Linked DNA regions of Sus scrofa: region 2 is linked to region 1. Evidence: chromatin contacts called from public HiChIP or PLAC-seq data. All regions are on one chromosome and are shown on one strand. Each heading gives the region's core, a stretch centred on a gene start, on an enhancer-like site or on the middle of the called end of the contact. The rest is flanking DNA. Distances are from core to core; before and after follow the strand shown. Region 1 holds the start of ANTXR2 (anthrax toxin receptor 2). Region 2 holds the start of PAQR3 (progestin and adipoQ receptor family member 3).

Region 1 (4,146 bases), core at 641-3,140:
CTAAATAACAGAGGAAGCTGGATTTCATAGCAGTTATGCTTTTTATAGGAGAGAAACCAATTTTTCCTAGTAAAGCTTATTGCATATATAGAACAGTTAAATTTTAAACCAGCCACACACCCACACATTGTGTAAACACAAGTCGGTTCTTTAAACACACACAAGTGCCTTTTCTGGTGGTGGGTTATTAACACATGTTCATTTGAAGTTTACCAACACTTTTTTTTTTAATAAGGACTTCAACAATACTAAGAATTGTGTGGAAAGGAAAATATATTATGGATACTATTAGCATAAAATTTTTAATGTGATAAATTATGAGAAAGCATAACTGAAGTTCAAAACAGATGAAAATTCAGAAAGGAAAAGACATTTGGAAATTGTATTTGAAGAGACTTCCCCAGAGCCTGAGCCAAGTTTCTGGGATCCAGATGAAATAAGCCCTCAACTACTGAAGGGCTGTCCTAATAACAGCATGTGTGTGATAAGACCTTGAGGCACTTTTTAAAAAATCACCATTTCAGCAACGGCTTTCCCTGCGAATGATTTCCAAAAAGGGGTACCCTTCCTCCCCTTTGCTCTACTTCGCTCTACCTCCAACTCTACTGCTTAGGAAAGGCAAGTGGGAGAAATACCTCACAAATCTCTCTGTAAGTTGATGGACAAAATTGTAAATTTCAATCCAGTTATTGGCCACACTCCCAGACCTGAAAAAGGAAATCGAACTGATCAGAAAAAGAGCGCGTTTGCATGGGGGTAGCCTGACCTCTTCTTCAAGCACAGTAACAGTATCCAAAGCTGAAACTCAGATGCCACCACAGTCTAGGAAGTCAACCCATCTTCAGGGACCACCTGCCTGCTAACTGTCCGGAGGAGGTTCCCAGCTCTTCGAAATAAACACAGCCTTCCTGGGATGGAAATGCAACCACACTGGGTGTGCTGACCTTGGTCTTTGCCTAGCTAAGATGAAAGCTGTGCTCGGGAGAAAAACCAAGCAAACTTGAGCCAGTGTGAGGCAATGAGGCCAAGGGGGGCTGAGAAAGAGTCTTGTCTGCGTTCCAGGGTGGCAGAAGGCTACCCCAAGTGGCCGCACTCCGCGGTCTCAAGAAGCCCCCTGACCGGTCAGCAGTGACTGCCCATCTCCCTAGAGAGCCTAGGGGCTGGGCATCCTCCCCTCACCCCGCACACATCCGAACGCGCTCGCCTCTCGCACAGCAACAGCCCCAGGGCACGGGGCACCCCTCCCCGGGTCGCGCACACACACCTCAACTTCGCCAGCCACGGCTCCCCACCCAGTGCCACGCTCCCCAGAAGCACTCACTTGTCCAGGACGAAGTAGAGATCAAAAGCTCCACTGCAGGACGGCTGCTCCTGGGCGCTCACCAGCGCCCCAGGACCGCTGAGAGCCAGCAGCCACAGCCCCGGGACCAGCCAGCTCCCGGGACGGCGGGCTGGGAACGGCCCCGCCACCATCCTGCGGCCGGGGGCCTGCAGCTCCCTCGGGCTCCGAGCCCCCTCGGCGCGACCCCGGCGGGACGCTAGGGTGGCAGGAGGGACCGGGACGCACCCCGGGGTGGGGGGGCTGTGGGCAGCGGGGGCGCCGGCGCCTGGGTCCGCGGGACCCACTCCCGGCCCGAGGAGGAGGGAGGGAGGGACGGAGGGAGGGAGGTCCTAGGAGGACAAAGGGAGGCTCGCCGCCGCGGCCGCCGCCGGAACTCTCGACGAGCCCCGGGGCAGAGCGAGCGGTCCGCCCGCGATTCCCGAGCGCTGCTGCCCACGCTCAGGGCCCACGGCGGCGGCTCCCCGGGCGAGCTGCTCCCGGCCCGCGGGCCAGCCTCCAGCGGCCGCCGGGAGCGCGGACTCCGGGGGCCGCGCGCGGCGGGACGGGGGCCCGGGGCCCGCTGCGTCCGCGTGGCCGTCCTCCGGCGGGCGGCCCGGCTGCCTTCGGCGCCCCCGCCTCTCTTGCCGTCCTCCGCTCTGGCGGCGCGCAGCCGGGCGGGCCCCGGCAGAGGAGGAGGCCGAGCGGCCCCGGGGCTGCTGGCTCCGGAGAAGCCGCCCACACCAGGCCGGCAGCGGCAGCGGCAGCCGGCCGGTCCCCGCGGGGGCCCGAGCCCAGGCCCGCGAGCCGCACACGCACACTCGTGGGTTCGTGCAGAGTTAAGACGACGAACGCTCGCCGGCTTTCGGGAAGCGGAAAAGTCGCTTCGGAAAACAAACGTCCTCTGCAAAGTGCACGGCCCCTGGCGCCGCCGGCCCGGCCTGCTGCAGCAGCTGCGCGGAGCCCTGGGCGCCGTCGGAGACTGAACTCCGAGCTGTCCCGACCGAGGTGACGGCCCTCGCTCTGCCCCACCCCTCCCTAAGGGAGGCAGCTTCCTCTTTTTTTCTTTTTCTTTTTCAAGTGTATAAACCTACTTTGTAGTTTCATCTCAACGAGCCTAGAAAAGGGGGGGCGGGGGGGAACGGGGTGAGGGTGGTGATGCTTCAGGAGAAAGGAAAAGTTGTAGCACAAACTATTTCACCCCACTGTCATTCACCTCAAGCGCCAGATAGTAAGCACGTCATCTTGGAGCCAGCTCGGCCACCCTTGCCAAACTTGTGACTTCAAACTTGCATCCGAATTCTCCGCTTGCTCCCTGCCCCCTCCTTCCCGCCCCTCCCCCATCCCACCTCCGCCTGGGACTTCGGCCTCCCCCCTTGTGGAAACCGGCTTTCAGAACCTAAGGATCTCCGTGGTACACACACCACGGACTAACAGTAACATGAAGTGTCGCCTCCTCTTTCTCCTTGGAATTAAATCAGTGCTTTATGATAAAAAAGTTCATATCGTGCTTAAGCCCATATGGTCTTAGCAACTGAATCGGTTGTCATGTGTACTTAACTTTTCACTCCCGTTATTTCTGACACAGCACCAGACTCACAAGCTCTTTGAGGGCAGAAACCTGTCACTTTAACAAAGGTGTACTGAGTACCTACTTCGTGCTAGGCAATGTGCTAGGACCTAGAGTTTGAGCACGGCGAGCCCTGGTTTCCATGAAGCTTGTAGTCTGGTTGAGGAGGAAAAACAGACAAAAACATATGAGTAAATGTTCGTATTAGAAGGGAGTTTTCAATTCAGAGGTTTAAAATATGCTGATATGGTAGAGGACAACTGACCGGAGAGCCCACACAAGGAAGACAGCCCCTCCGAGAGTTAGAAGAGGACACATTCCCAGCTACTGCATCTTTCCACGTGCGTTATGGAAAGATAACACATCCAAGAACCACAAAGAAAAACAACGTGGTTAAGTTTTGTAAGAAAGAGGAAGGAAGAGAGGTAGGCAGAGGCTAGATTAGGTCCTTTGTAAACTCGGATAAAGAATTCAGATACTTTATATTGTATGACTAGAGCCCATTAAAAGAATTTAACCCCAGTGGTGGGGAAAGGCATAAATTGGTATTATCTGTGTTTTTCAAAAATCTTTCTGGCTGATACAATGAATTTGGAGGCAACGAGAATGAAAAGAGGAAGACCAGCGAGACAGCTGCAATATCAGGGCACAATAAAATGGTACCTTGGGAGTTCCCATTTTGGCTCAGCAGGTTAAAGGATCTGGTGTTGCCCTGAACTGTGGTGTAGGTTGTAGACACGGCTCGGATCCCGCGTCGCTATGGCTGTGGGGTAGGCCAGCAGCTACAGCTCTGATTTGACCCCTAGCCTGGGGACCTCCATATGCCACGGATGCAGCCCTAAAAAGACAAAAGACCAAAAAAAAAAAAAAAAAAGGTACCTTGGACCATCCTCCTATAGTGGCTAAACCAAGAGACACGAATGGATGGCAGCTTCCATAAATACCGATGGATCCCCACTTAGAAATGTCTGCTACTTAGAGGAGGAAATGGATCCACCACTTCTTTTCTGATAAGGTAAGAGGGTACTGATGGGGCCAGGGGCTGAGTGAGTGGAGGATGACAAACGCCTTTGCTGGAAAGAACTGCACATCCTCCATTGTTTCTACAACAAAATAAACCAGGAAGTCCAATGAGAGGAATGGCTGTTACGAGCATTCTGATTCTGCCCTCCTTGTCCCATCTTAAGGTCCAGAAACTCTGATTCCTCTATGGCCATCAGGCCTCCAGGGCAGTGCCACCTCTCATTTCAAATTTGGT
Region 2 (4,146 bases), core at 800-3,299, 920 kb before region 1:
AATCACCAACCAACTTCACCTTCAAATGCAACCATAATAAGTCATCATTTATTGAGTACTTATTATGTGCCAGGCTCTGTGTAACATTTGACATACCTAATCCCATTTGGTCCTTAGTACTTTCTGAAGCAGATACTGTAATTACCCCTTTATTTACCAGTGGGAAAATAAAGCTGGGAGAGGTAAACTTTGTCCACGGTCTCATAGCTGTTAAGTGGCAGAGCTGCATGCCCAAGTCTTTTTTACTCAACAGCTGAAGATCTAAAGCACTGTATTTCACTCTTTGATCCCTGAGGTTTGGACCCTGGTATCAGAATGCAGAGGACCACCACCAGGTGGGTATAAAACCCCTGAAGGCAATTCACTGCCTGCTCTATCTCTGTGGAACTCCACGCCCACAGCGGAGCCCAGCTCTGCCTTCCTGTGTTAGTAACTCACACAAAGGAGGCAATGGGGAGTAAAGCAGTCCCTAGGATTCAAACTGTGAAGCCCCTGGGCCATCCACTGAAGACTCGTAGGGATGGACAGTGATGGCACCTAGTGACTGTGAGTCCCAAAAGCACTTTCAAAGCAGGCAGGGCGAAAGAACCAGGGCAAGACCATGCTGAAAAGACCAAGAAGCAGACATGTGGTTACTGCTCGAGCAATTCAACAGTCCACATTCCAGCAGTGGGTTTTGTCACTCCAGGGACCTAGAGCTAACCAACATCTGTATCTTAATTCTCTTCAAGTGGGGTCCTGTAATTAATTTCTGTGAGTTCTAACAGAAAGCTAGCCTAAGAACTAGAACACTAGATTTTTCGGTTTTGTTTTTTTAAACCCAGGCTTTGAAGGGACTCAGTTTTAAGTTTAGATGAAAAAATTCCTTTCTTAAAGTCGCTTCTTACACTCTAATGGAGGGTGGTGGCTGTTACAGGCTCTCTTTGCCTTTCCCACACAGCGTTTTTCACAGCGGTTATTATGTAATAGTGTAATTAGCACCCAGGCTAGACCTCGACAGCTCCATAAGAACAAGAGTTATGCCTGCTGTTCTTTCCAGGACCTAGTAGGGTGCCTGGTACCTAGCAGGGGCTCAGAGTATCTGCTAAATGAATGAATGAATGTGTGTGTGTGTGTGTGTGTGTGTATATATATATATATATATATATATATCTCCTTGATTTTATATATATATGTTGTGTAATACATATATAATGCAATGTGAACTTACTCCTATTATACAGGCATTTATCTGGCCCCAAACGTCCGAATTTCCACAGGGCTGCCTTAAAAATAAACAAAGCTTAGGTATACACAGGGGCAAGTATGGCTCAGCCATCGTCAGTGGGGTCGATTCCAACATGTATCCCGATAAGCACTGAATGGAATAAAGGATGTAAAATCTCTCCATAAACAGCCAAGTGCCACGGGAGAGTTAGTGATTACGACCACTGTTACTGTCAGTCTTCGTCCCACGGATCAAGCACCCCAGCGGGGAGAAGGAAGGATACCAAGACAGGAGAGGTGGCAGAAGGGATGAAAAGGATGGGGCAGCTAGGAAATGACGGGCACAGAGAAAAGGGGGGAAAACAGCAGGCGGACCAGACAAAAAGGATGTGCAAGAGGAGGGGCCGCCGGCGCGCCCCCCAGGCGCGCCCAGCGGAGGCGGCCAGACCTTACCTTTTGATACACAGCCTGGAGGGCAGGTAGGCCCGGTAGCCGTCGGTGATGTACGGGTTGTCCTTGAGGGACACGGGGATCTGCTCGTAGGTGTAGAGGCGGATGCCGCGGGGAACCAGGACGGGCCAGTACTGGTAGCTGCCCAACTCGATGTAATGCGCGCTCTTCAGCAGCTTCTGATGCATCCTTCCCGGCCGCCGCCGCCGCTCCCCAGCCGGGAAGCTCGCCCAGGCCCCGCCTCCCCGGGGAGGGGGCTTCGCCGCCGCAGCCCCCGCCCCGGAGCTGGCGGACGCCGCGCGAGGTCCTACGGCCCCGCAGCTGCCCGGGCCCGGTACCGCGCACAGAGCGGCCACCGGCGTCAGCGCCCCCGCGGCCCCGCGACGTCGCCGCCCTCTCTGACGTCAGCACGCTGCCTGGGCCCCGCCCCTCGGCCCTGCCTGGGCCGGCGCCACCGGGGGCGGGGCCTGGGCGGGGCGGGGCCTGGGCTGGGGCGGGCGCGCAGGTGCCGTGGGGGCCGCGGGGCTGGGCCCGGGCCTCCGCCGCTGCTGGAGTTCGAAGGCGAGGCGGCCCAGTCCTCCTCGTGGGTGAGAAGAGCGCAGAACTGTACGGCGAATACAAGCGGTTTTTTTCCTTATCCTGTTTTTAATTAGAAGCAATATGCGTTACATTTTGAAAAACCAAGGGGAAAAGAGTAACTGGGAGAAGAATAAGAACTAGACCTAGCTCCACACCGGTTCTTTGAGCTTGGAATGTCACACATTTCTTAACCTGCGACGTTATCTCGGCCAAGGTCAGTCCTTTGAAGTAGGTGGAAATAGAGGAAACCTGATGCACAGAGAACATGTACCAAAATCGGGAATAAGCTGAGCCGTAGAGAATCCCCAACGCTTTCGAAGTATTCAAAGCCCCAAAGCTCTTCAGAGTATTTTCTCTGACCACAGTAGACTTAAACTAGAGATAAACAAGAAAACTGAAACTCCCCAGATGTCTGGAATTGAAACAAAGCACTTCCAAGTATTTTAGTGGGTTGATGGAGAGAGCGCAAGGAAATGGAACTCAATGCCAAAGATAGAAGATATAAAAACTTGGGGGCGTGCAGCTAATACGGTGCTTAAAGGAAATGTTATAGCTTTTTTTATAGCTACGAATGATGATGCCAATTCTTCTTCTTCTTCTTTTTTTTTTTTTTTTTGCTTTTTAGGGCCGCACCCTCGCCTTTTGGAGGTTCCCAGGATAAGGATCCAATTGGAGCTACAGCTGCCGGCCTGCACCACAGCCACAGCAACATCAGATCTGAGCCGTGTCTGTGACCTACACCACAGCTCAGGGCAACGCCAGAACCTCCACCCACTGACAGAGGCCCTGGATGGAACACACAACCTCTTGGTTCCCAGTTGCGTTCGTTTTTTTTGCTCCGCGACAAGGGGAACTTCGCCAAAGCTTTTTCCTAATGGCAAAAGGGCAGAACGTTAGTTTTGCATCCATGTATGTAGACCCCTTAGTGCATTGTTTGGCAACAGTGCATGATAACAATCATCGACGCTGTTATTTATTTACTGTTGTTGTGTTGGTAATACTAGTTGATGTCTGAGAGGCAGTATAGGTTGTGATTAACTTCTGAGCGTTGAAGCCTTACTACCTGGGTTTGAATTCAGCCACTTATGAGCTGTGTGTCTTGTACAAGTACTAAAGCTCTCTGTGTCTCGGTTTTCTCACTGGTGGAACAGGACTAATAAGGAGTAGTTTGTGTTAATCAGTAAATCCATGTAACACTGTTAGAAAACCGAAAACCGCCAGGCATATTGTTAGCTCGGACAAATGTTCTCTTTTATTAGAGTTCAAGGTAAGATATGTTGATAGTTAAAACGAGACCAGTGGAGCTCTATCCTAAAGAGACTTAAATGTCGTGTCATGGCCTTGAGACTTTTCTTTAAGCCGAGGCGCTCTAATTTGAGGGCTTACTGTGTGGCCAGGACATTCGCTCTGCTGAAGGTCAGTGTGTATAGGCATTCTCCTCACTGTGGAGGAAGATCGTGCCCGAGAATGCCTGCCACTCCCACCGAGTCCTTCTGGGAGGCTTCTTTTTTTTTTTTTTTTTTTTTTGCTATTTCTTTGGGCCGCTCCCGCGGCATATGGAGGTTCCCAGGCTAGGGGTCAAATTGGAGCTGTAGCCACCAGCCTACACCAGAGCCACAGCAACCTGGGATCCGAGCCGCGTCTGCGACCTACACCACAGCTCACGGCAACGCCGGATCGTTAACCCACTGAGCAAGGCCAGGGACCAAACCCGCAACCTCATGGTTCCTAGTCGGATTCGTTAACCACTGCGCCACCACGGGAACTCCTGGGAGGCTTCTTATACATGTTTTCTTGTTGGTACCATATGGCACTGGTACCCTTGAGGCGGGTAAGTGGCTCGTGGGATGTCCTGACACAAATGTCCATGCAAGAACAGTGGTAATTAGCTCGACCAGTTGGTTTCTTTCT

Evidence for each region. HiChIP or PLAC-seq counts read pairs in DNA pulled down with a chosen protein or histone mark.
Region 2: an H3K27ac HiChIP or PLAC-seq map of alveolar macrophages shows a contact between it and region 1. The contact joins the promoter of PAQR3 here to the promoter of ANTXR2 in region 1. A contact is called at or near these places in 2 of 5 promoter capture datasets (fetal skeletal muscle and liver), 1 of 47 Hi-C or Micro-C datasets (embryonic fibroblasts) and 2 of 2 datasets of contacts at active chromatin or transcription factors (alveolar macrophages and skeletal muscle).

The regions. Positions count from the first base shown.
Region 1 is chr8:137,726,593-137,730,738 of Sscrofa11.1, reverse strand. It overlaps ANTXR2 (anthrax toxin receptor 2), which reads right to left and starts at 1,890. Exons shown (of 17, transcript XM_003129371.6): 1 at 1,322-1,890; 2 at 636-707. The coding sequence starts at 1,473.
Region 2 is chr8:138,644,530-138,648,675 of Sscrofa11.1, reverse strand. It overlaps PAQR3 (progestin and adipoQ receptor family member 3), which reads right to left and starts at 2,049. Exons shown (of 7, transcript XM_013998797.2): 1 at 1,660-2,049. The coding sequence starts at 1,844. LOC102167132 (a long non-coding RNA gene) reads left to right here and starts at 2,157. Exons shown (of 9, transcript XR_002346480.1): 1 at 2,157-2,449.